Linked DNA regions of Sus scrofa: region 1 is linked to region 2. A link is a contact called in public HiChIP or PLAC-seq data. All regions are on one chromosome and are shown on one strand. The core of a region is the stretch at or near the end of the contact, and the rest is flanking DNA. Distances in the headings are between cores, read along the strand shown. Region 1 holds the start of PM20D2 (peptidase M20 domain-containing protein 2). Region 2 holds the start of PNRC1 (proline-rich nuclear receptor coactivator 1).

What was found. HiChIP or PLAC-seq counts read pairs in DNA pulled down with a chosen protein or histone mark.
Region 1: an H3K27ac HiChIP or PLAC-seq map of skeletal muscle shows a contact between it and region 2. The contact joins the promoter of PM20D2 here to the promoter of PNRC1 in region 2. A contact is called at or near these places in 1 of 5 promoter capture datasets (liver), 7 of 47 Hi-C or Micro-C datasets (brain, heart right ventricle, liver and 2 more) and 2 of 2 datasets of contacts at active chromatin or transcription factors (alveolar macrophages and skeletal muscle).

The regions. Positions count from the first base shown.
Region 1 is chr1:57,185,238-57,191,455 of Sscrofa11.1, forward strand. PM20D2 (peptidase M20 domain-containing protein 2) reads left to right here and starts at 2,782. Exons shown (of 7, transcript XM_013992683.2): 1 at 2,782-4,011. The coding sequence starts at 3,298.
Region 2 is chr1:57,123,632-57,130,340 of Sscrofa11.1, forward strand. It overlaps PNRC1 (proline-rich nuclear receptor coactivator 1), which reads left to right and starts at 4,469. Exons shown (of 2, transcript XM_021089951.1): 1 at 4,469-5,336. The coding sequence starts at 4,797.

The DNA of each region.
Region 1 (6,218 bases), core at 1,532-4,031, 60 kb after region 2:
TTGCCCCTCTTTTGTTGAATGACTTTACCATCAGTCCAGCTGGTCACACTAGAAACCCCAGTCATCTTGCCTCTTTTTCTCCATCATGTCCCCTTGCCCCAAACACATTCAGTGAGGCATCAAGTCTGGCCACTTCTGTCTGTGGAATGTTTCTGGACTCCAAGGACTCTGCAGCAAGCTTTTAGCTTGTCTCAGACCAGCGTCTCTCTGTTTTCATTTATCCCCCACATTGTCATCAATTATTCTTCCAGAACAAAAATCTGGTTTTACTTCTCTCCTGCTTAATAACATCCAATAGTTACCCATTGTCTGAATAAAGTTTTATTCTCTTAACAATATGTGCGCAATTCCTCTATGTCCCTTCATCTCCATTCAAAATGCATTTTCTCTGACCTGCTTTCTTGGTTTACTGCTTTCTGCCAAATGAGAGCCAGCTTTTCCAACACCTTACATCCGAAGTGGTTTCTTTACATGCTATATTGTTTTTCATTCCATTTTTTTCTGGGTTCTCAACATATTTTTTTCTTCTCATTTAGGTCATGCTTTGCAAGTCTTATATTGAGGATTTTATTATCTTATTTTATCCTAGTTAAAAGAATATCAACCATATCAAGTCTGTTGTCTTGCCAAAAGGAATTCTGAGCCTGAAGTCCAGAATAATATCCAGTAAAGTCATACAATTTGGCTAGTCCTGCAGTCGTGAATAACATTGCTCTTCCAAGGTAAGGGAAATATTTGATCTATTCTTCCCACCAAAGCACTCATTTGCCATGAATTTCGTATTCTGAAAGGCTGGTGTCATGGCAGTTCATTTTCTGAGCAGTGAGAAAAGAGGGATCTTTGTACTTTAAAACTAGTCCTTCAGTGAGAACTCTTTCTACCCACCTCCCCTCCAACACAGAGATTAAAATTAACACCCTAATACTAAATTCCAGGTCCTGTATTATTTTTTCAGATTTAGCCCTCACTAAAGGAAGAGAAGTATTCTAAATGTTTTAATGTTTCTAAAAAGAATCACAGGCTCCTTAGTAGCAGCATACAGAGGCAGACAGTCATATGAACATTATGGATATAAATGAAAGTGATAGTAAGAATTACTGAGCTGGTCAGTTTCAAGAAGGCCCTATGACCAACTCCACCAGGTTTCACAAACCATTCTTCCTGTCCATCAGCTCCCATAGGTAAAGGACTGTGAAGTCTAGGGAGAAACATAACATTGATAAACACAGTGTCTGCTAGTAGCTAGCATAGTTGAATGGTTAATTGCTCTCATTGATCAATTTGCTTATTAGATTCAAGAAGAGTAATCAGCCACCAAATGTTTATTGACATGGAAGGACTGTATCACCACCATACTTTGTTAGATGCTGGAGAACATGGTGGGAAAGCAAAAGAGTTTCAAGACTGGAGGTGAAGATAAACATTCAACAAATTATCACCACTTATTAAACAAATTCAAGGATACAAAGCACCATAAGAAATACTGGCTGCCAACAATGGAAACACAAGACATACATGCATGCATGCACCTGCACACACAGAGAACAAAGCCTGAAGTGAACCTATTCTCCACCTCAGGCAACAGCTTTGTTAATTCCTAGCAAAAAATATAAATAGCAGCTTCTATACAGAATTTATATGCACCCCTTTTCTGTTGTTGTTTGTTGATAAAGCAAGCAAAATGGGTACTACTAATGTCAACAGCCAGGGTTGCTGCAGTAGTTTTATTCAAAATGAGTGATATGGGTTCTGATGTAAATTGACAAGCTGTAGCTGCATTTAAAATTTGGATGTCTGCTTACATTAACAGTGGAGCATGGTGGCTAAAAGTAGGCCACTGGAGCCAGACTGGCTTCTGTTCTATACTGGATCCACTACTTACTAGCTGTGTAATCTTGGACAGTGTCTCTATAAAGTGAAGATAGACATAGTAACAATCTCATAAATTGTTATGAGAATTAAATGAGTTAATACCTGCAAAGCACTTAGCACATGTTAAGTTCCTGCCACAGAGTAAGGGCTCTATAAACGTCACCTATTATTTTTGTTCAAACAAGGCCTTTTTTTTTTTTTTTTTTTTTTTTTTAAGCCAACTACCTGAGCACAGTAGCACTGAATCTCACAGACGGGAATTTTGCAGAAGTATATATGAGTTAGGTGTTTTTTGTTTGTTTGTTTTACTTTGAGGAAGGTGAGGTTTATTAAGCATAGACAAGGGGGTCCAGGAATTTAATACCACATTTGTCATCCTTAGGGCTGAGTTTCAGTTAGAGTGTTAACTAAGGGATGATACATTTTCAGATTTAGAATGTGACTCTGGTATTGTTAGTACGGTTAGTAGATAAAAACAGTAGTAGACAGTCTTTGTGAATATTAGCTTCCTTTAGACTTATTTTCAAGAAATACATTTGTCTTATTATATAAATATATTGTGTTCCATTTAACATTATTTTGACAAATTAAGAGATGATAAAGTATAAAAAGCTGAGGAAAGCTCTTGCTATGTAGAACACCTTTAAAATATAAATTTCTACAGTACTATTAATAGCTATATCATCAACAACAGTTTTTCAAGCTTTGTGCTTCACAGGAGAAAAACAGGAGCACAAGCATCTTGAATTTCTTCATTGGGTAATCTAAAACCCAGTTATAATGTGCACACCAATGGCACACATCGTGTTACTTGAGTTCAGGCTCAAAGTTGTAATCAAAAATAGTCAGAAAATAGCTTCTCTCTCAAAGCTTTTATTATTAAAAATAACACAAATCAACAAAATAATATGAATATATAAGACTACAAATATTTTCATTAATTCTTTCTTTTGGGCTTTAAAAAAATCTCATTTTAAATTCTTAATTCTATTCAGACTATAATAGCTAATACATGTCTAGTGCTTACTACAAACGCCACGTACTGTTCTAGACACTAGTAAGTTTTGATTCTAATAAGAAAGCCACATAGAGTATTTACAGCTATTATACAAGACAGCACCCTCAAGGAGAAGAATGCAGGGCAGTACTGAAAACTTAAGTAACTGCAAAGTCTATAGTCCAGAGGGTTTTTTTGTAAAGCATTTATATTGACACCCAGTTTATGAACTAAAAACCTTATATAAATCTGTATTACTAATCTAGAAAGGAAAGCGGCCTTTTGCCGTGGACTGTGTTCCACTTGGTCTGCCCCTGATGCCTAATAGCCAATGAAACCGTTCTCATTCCGAGGTTGTGGAGATAAGCAACAGTGGAAATGTAATAACGACCTTAGAGTATAAGTCAGTAGTCAGAACAGTCAAGGGTATGGATCCGAGACGAGGACTCTCAGAACCCGATGTCTTCCTAGGGAGCGGGTTTCTGCTGGCTGCAGAAGGGGCGGAGCACGTTTCTGGTGATACGCTGGAGGCGGGGCCCGCGGCTTGGGAGCGGGTCTCCCGGGAGCTGTGGAGACAACCTGAGAGGACGCCCAGCGCGTGCGCAGGCGCAGTGGGCCGCGAGGAGGGAGGGATCCAGCCGGCCGTCCCGAGGAGCGCTGACCGGCTGGCAGCTGTGGGCACGATGAGACCCGAAGAGGAGCGGCCCGTGGAGGGGGGCGCCTGCGTCGGCGTCTCCCAGCTGGAGCTGTTGAAGCTGCGCGCCGCGGATTGCATCGACGAAGCGGCCGAGCGCCTGGGGGCTCTGAGCCGAGCGATCTGGAACAAGCCGGAGTTGGCCTACGAGGAGCACCATGCCCACGGCGTGCTGACGCGCTTCTTCGAGAGCGAGCCCCCGGCCGGGTCGTGGGCCGTGCAGCCGCACTACCAGCTGGCCACGGCCTTCCGCGCCGAGTGGGGGCCGCCGCCGCGGGGGTTGGCGGCGACGCGCCCGCTGCACCTGGGCTTCCTTTGCGAGTACGACGCGCTGCCCGACATCGGGCACGCCTGCGGCCATAACCTAATCGCCGAGGTCGGGGCGGCGGCCGCCCTGGGTGTGAAGGGGTGCCTGGAGAGCCTCCCTGGGCCGCCTCTGCCGGTGAAGGTGAGGTGGGGCCCGAGCGGGGGGCTCCCATCGCCTGTCCAGGCCGGGACCAACCGCAGAAGTGCGGTTTCCCTGAGCATCCGTCCCTTGCCAGCGCGGCGCAGGTGTAGGGGAAAGCACTCGACCACCTGGCCTTTGCTAGTGGGCAGAAGCCCAGGATCAAAGTTTATAGTTCCTGAGTTGCCGACCTGGCGACATTTTGCAGATTTTTGCCTTTTCTTTCCTGCGTTGTTGTAAACACTGGAGTGGACTTTCTCCTTTAGGAAATAACTTAGAACCACGCCTGGTTTTCGTGATGGCTTATTTTTGGTATCAGGGAACCGCAATTTGCTGATAAGGTTGTGCAGTCTCTGGAGGAAGTAGTTATTGTAGGGAAACTACAGACCCTCTTTGTTAGGATCCAGAAAAATCTTTGGTTGTGGAAGTCCTAGGAGCTGTTGTGAATCACTGGCATTTGGATAAGAAATTTTCAGTCGTTTAAACTACGGAACCTCAAGAAGTGTACAAACAACGGGAAGAAAGTGAACATTAATTACATAGATGAGTAGATCCTTAAGTCATGTTTATTTCGCGTTTTAAGAAGTAGCTTGATCCTGGAGTTCCCGTCGTGGCGCAGTGGTTAACGAATCCGACTAGGAACCATGAGGTTGAGGGTTCGGTCCCTGCCCTTGCTCAGTGGGTTAACGATCCGGCGTTGCCGTGAGCTGTGGTGTAGGTTGCAGACGCGGCTCGGATCCCGCGTTGCTGTGGCTCTGGCGTAGGCCGGTGGCTACAGCTCCGCTTCGACCCCTAGCCTGGGAACCTCCATATGCCGGGGGAGCGGCCCAAGAAATAGCAAAAAGAAAAAAAAAAAAAAAGTAGCTTGATCATAGGGCAAGTTTAATCTTGTGTTACTGTTTTTCCAGATGGTATATTCTTCATTCTGTGAGCTAAGATTCAATCAACGCCATTCAGGTTATGGAAAAGTCTAATGTTATATTTTAATATTCTTTAGTCCATTTCTTCCAGTGTCAGTAACCTTTCTCATTTATCCTAACATTTCCATTTTTTGCGGCTTTTTCTATTTGGCAGCCTTCTCTTTTCTGCCTCTTGTTTTTCGTCTGGCTAGGTTTTTGTTTTGTTGGAGGGAGGGAGTCCCCTTTTTCCATCGCATGAAACGCTGGAGAGATTTAGCTTTAACCAGGTTTATGAGCGGTTCAGAGAAGTCAGCAAGGTTTAACCTGAAAAGTCATCAGATTTAATGAGTCATGGGTTAAGAGTAAAAAATAGCTTAATTTAGGAGTTTGGGTACTTTAAAACTTCTACATGAAGCAAGAATTTGGGTAATATCACACTTCTGATTTTTGAATGGTAATATGCAGTTTTAGCAAAGTTATCTGAAAATGGAATTTATGTTGATTCTTTTTGCAAGCCGAGACTTTTTCCAACTTGCTTTATTGTGTTCTTAGATGTGATCTTGAAAGTATATTAGTTGTTTATGGATTAAATTTTTCTTTGCTTTTGAAAATTGAAGAAGTTAAACTTAAATATCAAAGTAAAATGTTTATTCTGTAAAGTTCTCTTTTGTTTAATTAGGTGTTTGGTGACCAATAAATCTGCCTGGTTGAGCTGGTGGAATCAAATTAGTAAGTTTGTGTCATAGTTGGCTGTTTCTTATTGTGGTATTAAGACATTTAATGCTTTTCATAAAGGATTAATGCATTAAGACTTTTTAAAGAGGTATCTCAGTAAAGAATCTGAGTTTAGGCCTAAGGTCAAGATATCTAATCCCAGCTCTGCTTGTAGACTTGCTCTGTGATCTGGGGCAAAACACTTCACGCCTCAAAACCATCCTACTTAAAACAATGATACAGATGGATCACCTGCTTCACAGGGTTGTTGTGAGGATAACTAGTAAGTAGCTAGAAAGTTTCTTACACAGCAGAATGCTTATGAATAATCATACACATATGCCGAAAGTCTTAGTCAAAAAGATGCATTAAGAAGTCCTAGGGAGTTCCCTTCGTGGCTCAGCAGTTAACGAACTTGACTAGGATCCATGAGGATTTGGGTTGGCTCTCTGGCCTTGATCAGTGGGTTAAGGATCCCGAATTGCCATGAGCTGTGGTGTAGGTTGCAGATGCAGCTTGGATCTGATGTTGCTGTAGCTGTGGTGTAGTCCGGCAGCTGTAGCTCTGATTCGACCCCTAGCCTGGGGACTTCCATAG
Region 2 (6,709 bases), core at 3,219-5,718:
GATTCTCCAAAGGAAAAAGTTTGCAATTTAGCAATAGGTAGTTTGGCCATATAACGTGAACGTGATAATATACATATGTTAATTATTTTAAAGTTGAATAAATACAGCTAATACTATTGGTTTTACAAAAATTTAAACTATATATTAGTTCATAAAGCACAAACACACTTTTTCCCTAGTTGAGAAATTAAGAGGGATGAATGGAGGAACTGGGAATTAGCCAAGCAATCTTGGAAAAAAATATTAACTATACAAAGAACAGAAAGCCCTGCTTCACATCATCTGTCACACATAACAACCAGGTAGAAATGAGATCCAACATTTTAGTTGCAAAATGACCAAATAGAGAATTCAATGGAGTATTTCAAGATGATGATTTGCCAAATGTCCTGAGGAAGACAGAAGACAGTTAATTGAATAGCTCTCCATTCCCGTCTCATGAAAGATGAAACCTTTTAATGGTCTTATTCATTATAATTAATGAGACAAAATAAGTTTGCAAAAATGAACAGTCTAGGTCAACGAGTATATAAGAAGAAGAAACTGGGTTCTTCAAGGTGGCCAAGTGAAACAAAAACTATTTCAGAAGAGGTATTAGGTCACATTCTATGAGTAGCAAGGACTCTTAAAGTTTCATCAACATATGAAAGGAGAGCTGGAAGTTCCCTGTAGCCTAATGGTTGGGGACTTGGCATAGTCACTGCTGTGGCTCAGATTCAATCCCTGGCCTGGGAACATCCACATGCTGCCAATACAGCCAAAAATAAATAAAAATAGAGAGACAGCCAGAAGGCACAACCAGGCCTATGACCCAACTAAAATTTAATTGGCTGAAACCTGAGCTGGTCTAAATAAAGTGCTTTTTCCTTTGGTTTCATATCTAGAATGAAGCAGTATTAAGTATTCATAATATTATTCAACCCCAGGGCTGCCACTAGTTCTTTTGGAACCTTCGTACCAATGAAAAAAAGAGATCCCTTCCTTCTAGGTTGATGGCTTTTCAGAGCAGAAGAATTGTATTTCAGCTCCTCCTCGCCCCTTTAGCCAGGCACCCTTGTGCAAAGCAGAGCCTGCTGTGGCTTCCTGTCCTTCTTAGGAAGGTTTAAGAAATAAACATGTGGTAAAATTACCACAACCCCAGAAACATATAAGTGTAGGAATGATGAAGACATTAATTTTGACCTGCAGTAATAATACTTTATAAGCAATTTAAGGGCAGTATAAATTTTGTCATTACTGTGACATTTTGTGCATATTTTGTTTGCTTTTTATTTTTATTTTATTTTTTCTTTTTAGGGCCACACCCAAGGCATATGGAGGTCCCAGGCTAGGGGTCGAATCAGAGCTACAGCTGCCGGCTTACATCACAGCCACAGAAACTTGGATCCAAGCCACGTCTTCGACCTACACCACAGCTCACAGCAATGCCAGATCCCCAACCGAGCAAGGCCAGGGATGGAACCCACATCCTCATGGATGCTAGTTGGATTCGTTTCCCCTGTGCCACAACAGGAACTCCTTGTTTGCTTTTAAATATAAACCTTATATTTAAAATGAACTTTTCAAGAGTTCCCCGGTGGCCTAGTGGGTAAGAATAAGGCATCGTCACTGCTGTGGCTCAGGTCACTGCTGTGGCACAGGTTTGATAACTTGGCCCAGACCTTCTGTATGCATGCCTCAGAAACAGCCAAAAAAGAAATTAAAATGATAAAAAAAAAAAAAAACAAAACTTCTGGGTATGTTGATAAAATAAGGTTTGAGATCGATGCTTAAACATCAGGGAGGTAGTTCCCATTGAGGTACAGTAGGTTAATGATCTAGCTTGTCTCTGTAGAGGTACCAGTTTTATCCCTAGTGTGGCACTATGGGTTAAGGACCCGCATTGCTGGAACAGCGGCATAGGCCGCAGCTCTGGCTTGGATTTGATCCCTAGCTGGGGAACTTCTATGTGGCTCATGGTGGCAGAAAAAAGAAAACAAAAACAAAAACCCAGCAACAAACCAGGATTACTCTCTTCCAATTGGTTAAAAAAAGCAACCTTGGACTGCTGTCTTCCAGTGGTGCACCATCTTAGCACCAACCACCCAGGGGGCCACAGCTGCAAGGGTACCTTTTTTAAAGTACAGAATCCAGCGTCTAACCTGAGACCTACACTTCAGGTCTCAAAAGGATAAACTACATACTGCACAATAACTCCAACACTCAAAAAACACACACAGATAATAATAGATGTCCTTGATCAAGGGCCCCCCTGAACTGACTACAAATTAGCAGCCCCCTGATGGGTAAATTATTCTTCAGGACAGTTGATAGTGCCGCCAAGTAAAGCCAGATCTTAGGGCTTGGGATAAGGTTTTAAAAAAGCACTGCATTAGGTGTTTGTGATTTAGTCCCTAACTCATTGTGTGACCCTTAGGCAGATTACTTTATTTTAGAGGCTTTTTTTATATCATTTATACATCTCTATCTTATTTTAAAGGATTGGAGTAAGAATAAAATAACAGATGAAAACATTTTTTGAGAAAGCAGTAACTCTTACAAAAACAAAAGAACAAATGACCTCATTCCAGAGGTTCCATAATTTTTGCCTGCCCTTCTCCACCACTCTTGCCAAGCCATTCTCCTCACAGCATCAATTTACAGACCTGACGATTTTCAGTTAAAGTCTCTCTAAGATCTTTAACAGCACCGAAAGTATATGATTCCCATTAATCCACCAATCACAAGCATTTACTATGAATTATTAAGTGTTGGAAACAAACCAAAAAAAAGAGTAAAATCTAGCAAAATGATCAAGTCCAGCAATCAATAATGATGGAATGTAGTATTAAAAGTTTATATAAAAAATAAAATAAAAAAGGAGTTCCTGTCGTGGCTCAGTGGTTAACGAATCCGACTAGGAACCATGAGGTTGAGGGTTAAGGATCCAGCATTGCCGTGAGCTATGGTGTAGGTCGCAGATTCGGCTCGGATCTGGCGTTGCTGTGGCTCTGCTGTAGGCCAGCGGCTACAGCTCGGATTAGACCCATAGCCTGGGAACCTCCATATGCCAAGGGAGCGGCCCTAGAAATGACAAAAAAACAAACAAACAAAAAAGTTTATATAAAGTCATTGGGAAGTGTTGTTCTGGACAGTCCCTCTAGCCAACTCTATTATCAATCATAAAACACTTACCAAGCACTATAAAGCTGAAAAAAAAGGCTGGTAGGATACAGAGAAGTTTAATAGTATCCTGTGTTCTAAAAACCCACAATCTAGTGTGGTAGGTAGTACAGATGATGTTAAAGCTAGTCTTTCCAGGGAGTTTCCGCTGTGGTTCATTGGGTTACAAACCCAACTAGTATCCATGAGGATGCATGTTTGATCCCTGACCTCGCACAATGGGTTAAGGATCCAGCTCTGCCCATTATCTGTGGTGTAGGTCACAGATGCCGCTGAGATCCAATATTGCTGTGGCTGTGGTGTGGGCCTGCAGCTGTAGCTCTGACTACTACTAACCTGGGAACTTCTTGTATGCCACAGGTGGGGCCCTAAGAAGCAAAAACAAGCAAACAAAACCACGTTAGTGTTGCCAGACCTGGATTGGAGTTGACTCCGCTATTAGCTTACTGTACGACTTCTGGCAAGTAAAACTTTTGCTTCTCTAAACCTGTTTTCTCTCCTGTAAACTGGTGATAAAATATACAGTACCTATTCCTTAGAGTTAGTTTTGAGATTCAAATGAGGTAATTTAAGTAAAGAACAGTTGGTAGCACATAAGGGCTTGATAAATAGCCACAGTTCTTTTTGTGTCTGAACACAGTGCGGGGAGATGATGAGAGTGGGATTCTCATCAACACAAGAGCTAGCAAAGCATACTGCAATGTTGCAGAGCTGTTTCACTTTCTTCCTTTGAGACACAAGCCTCTTCCTCTGCTTCCTCCTCAGTATTAGGCACTTTTTTGCTGTCCCAAAGTCCCATGGATTTATACAGAACTTACTATACATTAAGCGTCCAATTTCAATGAGTAAGTCACTCCCTTCTTACTCCAACTACCACAGCTATTGAGCAGCGTTTCTCACCCGATTTAAAAAAAAAAAAGTGAGCCACACTTCATCAAATGTAATTTAAACGTGGACTGCTTTTCTTTCCGACTACAAAGAATGAACTCCTGCAATGTACTTTGAAATGTTAAAAAAAAAAAAAAAAAAGCCAATGGTAATAATGCTGTTACATTCGGCTTGAAAATACTACTTCCCCAAGGTCAGTGGCCGAGGAGGCACCCACTGGCCTGACTCTACCGGATTTTTTCACTCCCTGCCTCCCGCCCCTATCCCAACCCCACCCCTAGATTTAGCCGAGCTCTAGTAGTCTGACCAAAGCCTTCAGGGAGAGGCGGGGAGGTGAGAAACGAGAAGAGCGGGGAGGTGGGGCAGGTGCGGCTGAAACGGAACTTCATTGTTCGCGGGACCGACTCTTCCCGAAAGAGCCCGTTGGCAGCGCCTGCGCAGTGCTCGCTCTTTGTGCCCGGCTGCAGCAAGAGGGTTGTTTGTGTGTGTCTCTCGGAGGCGGTGGAGGAGGAGCCGGAGGGGCGTGGCCTTCCAGGTCGCATTCTTATTGGGCTCTCACAGGGAGGTGGGCGGGCACAGGGCGGAGTTTCTGATAACAACACTCCGAGCGGAGGCTGAGGGTATTTGTTGCTGCGCCGCCACCGCCCGAACCATGGTCCGCGCTTCTCACAGGCTTACCTAGCAGCAGCCTTCGCCGCCCTGTGATCTCTGGCCGCACTTCCTTCTTCTACTCCTGCTGAGCCGCTATGACCGTCGTTTCTGTCCCCCAGCGGGAGCCGCTTGTTCTGGGCAGCCGCCTGGCGCCCATGGGCTTTTCCGCCCGCGGTTACTTTGGGGCCCTCCCGATGGTGAGCACGGCTCCGCCGCCTTTACCCCGGATCCCGGACCCCAGGGCGCTGCCCCCCACCCTCTTTCTCCCTCACTTTTTAGGGGGAGACGGTCCCTGTCTGACCCCTCAGCCTCGCGCCCCAGCGCCTCTGCCCAACTGCAGCCTCGCCTCAACGGGGGGCACCCCTCGCGCAGCACCAAAGAAGCGGCGAAAGAAGAAGGTGCGGGCCAGCCCGTCGGGGCAGCTTCCCAGCCGCTTCCACCAGTACCAGCAGCACCGGCCGAGCCTGGAAGGCGTGCGGAGCCCCGCGACGGGCCACAGTGGAGAGCAGCAAGTCCCGGACCAGGCCGCCGCCTGGGCCTCGGCTCCTGCAACCGCAACCCGAACTGAAGAAGCGAGCCTTTTCCTTGGCCCGCGGCCGCCCGCGGCGCCCGGCCAGCCCTCGTTCAGAAGAGAGGTGAGGGCCGCGAGGGGAACGTGGGGACCGTTGGCACTCCGGCCCCAAGACGGCCGGACCCGGGACCGGAGGCTTGGGGCCCTGCGCTGAGTGGCCGGGAAGGAGGGGCCGGGGTGAGGGGCGAGGGCGGCTGTTTACTCGGGAGGGAAGTTTCCGTGACGCCCGCTCTGTTCTTGCTGGGGGGGAGAAGGGGGAGGGGGAGGCCTGCGCTGGCGCTGCTGATTGGCTGCGAGGAGCCGGCCAATGACAAGAGCCGCTGCGCCCCGGCAACAGCCCGGATTTAGAAAGCTGGCGGCGTTCCAGGGGGTTTCGGCGTTCGGGGCGCGAGGGGGAGCGAGACGGCCCGCGGGAGGCTGACGTCAGCGCGCGCTACGTGCGGAGCGCTCCGGCGCTCATGAAGGAGGCGAGCGGGTGAGGGGTGTGGGCCTGCCAGCGGCTTCCCGACAGATGGTATTGCCAAGGCGAGGGGGGACGCGCGTAGACCCTCCCGGCGTGGGGCTCCTTGGGGGCCGCCCGCCCCCGGTTGGTCTTATGCAGAGTTGTGAGGTGCCCCATGGGTGGCGCTGCTCCTCGTCGGGCCGACCTACTTGGCTGTACTTTTCAACTTTGAAAGTTGGCAGGTGCGACGGCAGAGTTGTTCCCTCTTTGAAGCGATCAGTTCTGTGTGCTAGCCTATCAGATGAGCGGAATTTATTTAACCATTCCACTGTGTACTGTACTGGGATTTTTTCAGTGGAAGGTAGTTTTATTACCTGTGTCCAGAACGATGAACTTTTCGAAAGAAAAGTTACCAGTTGAACGGACGTTGTACTGCCCACTTGCTATTAGACTAGAATAAAATTGATTATAATTTACGGTAAGAAATCGCTGAAATGACTTGAAGTAACCTTTAAATTAAAACTTTCATAATAGTGAAAATAAGTTACTGACAGTGGTTGAAGGAATATCGTTCTGAGATTTGCAGCTTATCTAGTTGCGATCTTAGAAAAAACTAAACTTATCCACGGTGATTCCTTAAATTATTATAGGTTCCTTTCAGTTCCAGGGTTTTTCTGAAATATTTGTGATAATCTAAAAGGGAGTTTTTGTACTTGTTTACTAGTTAAGATTTCTTTTTCAGAACAGTGTTAAAACCAGGGAGTTCTGTCAGCACTTACCCTTGTTAACGTGGATGTTACCTTGTGCTTCGCTTTCTGTAGTTGTGTCCTGCTTCCCTACCGCAATATAAGTGTTGAAAGGGCAGTGATCTAATAGATTACCTTATTTTTCCATCCCATCCCCTCATAGCTTCCCATAAGGATCGCTTGAGTTAGAAAAGTCGTTGGAATTAATGCAGTAAAGTTGTTAAAGCAGTTGTTAAATTAGAAAGGAGG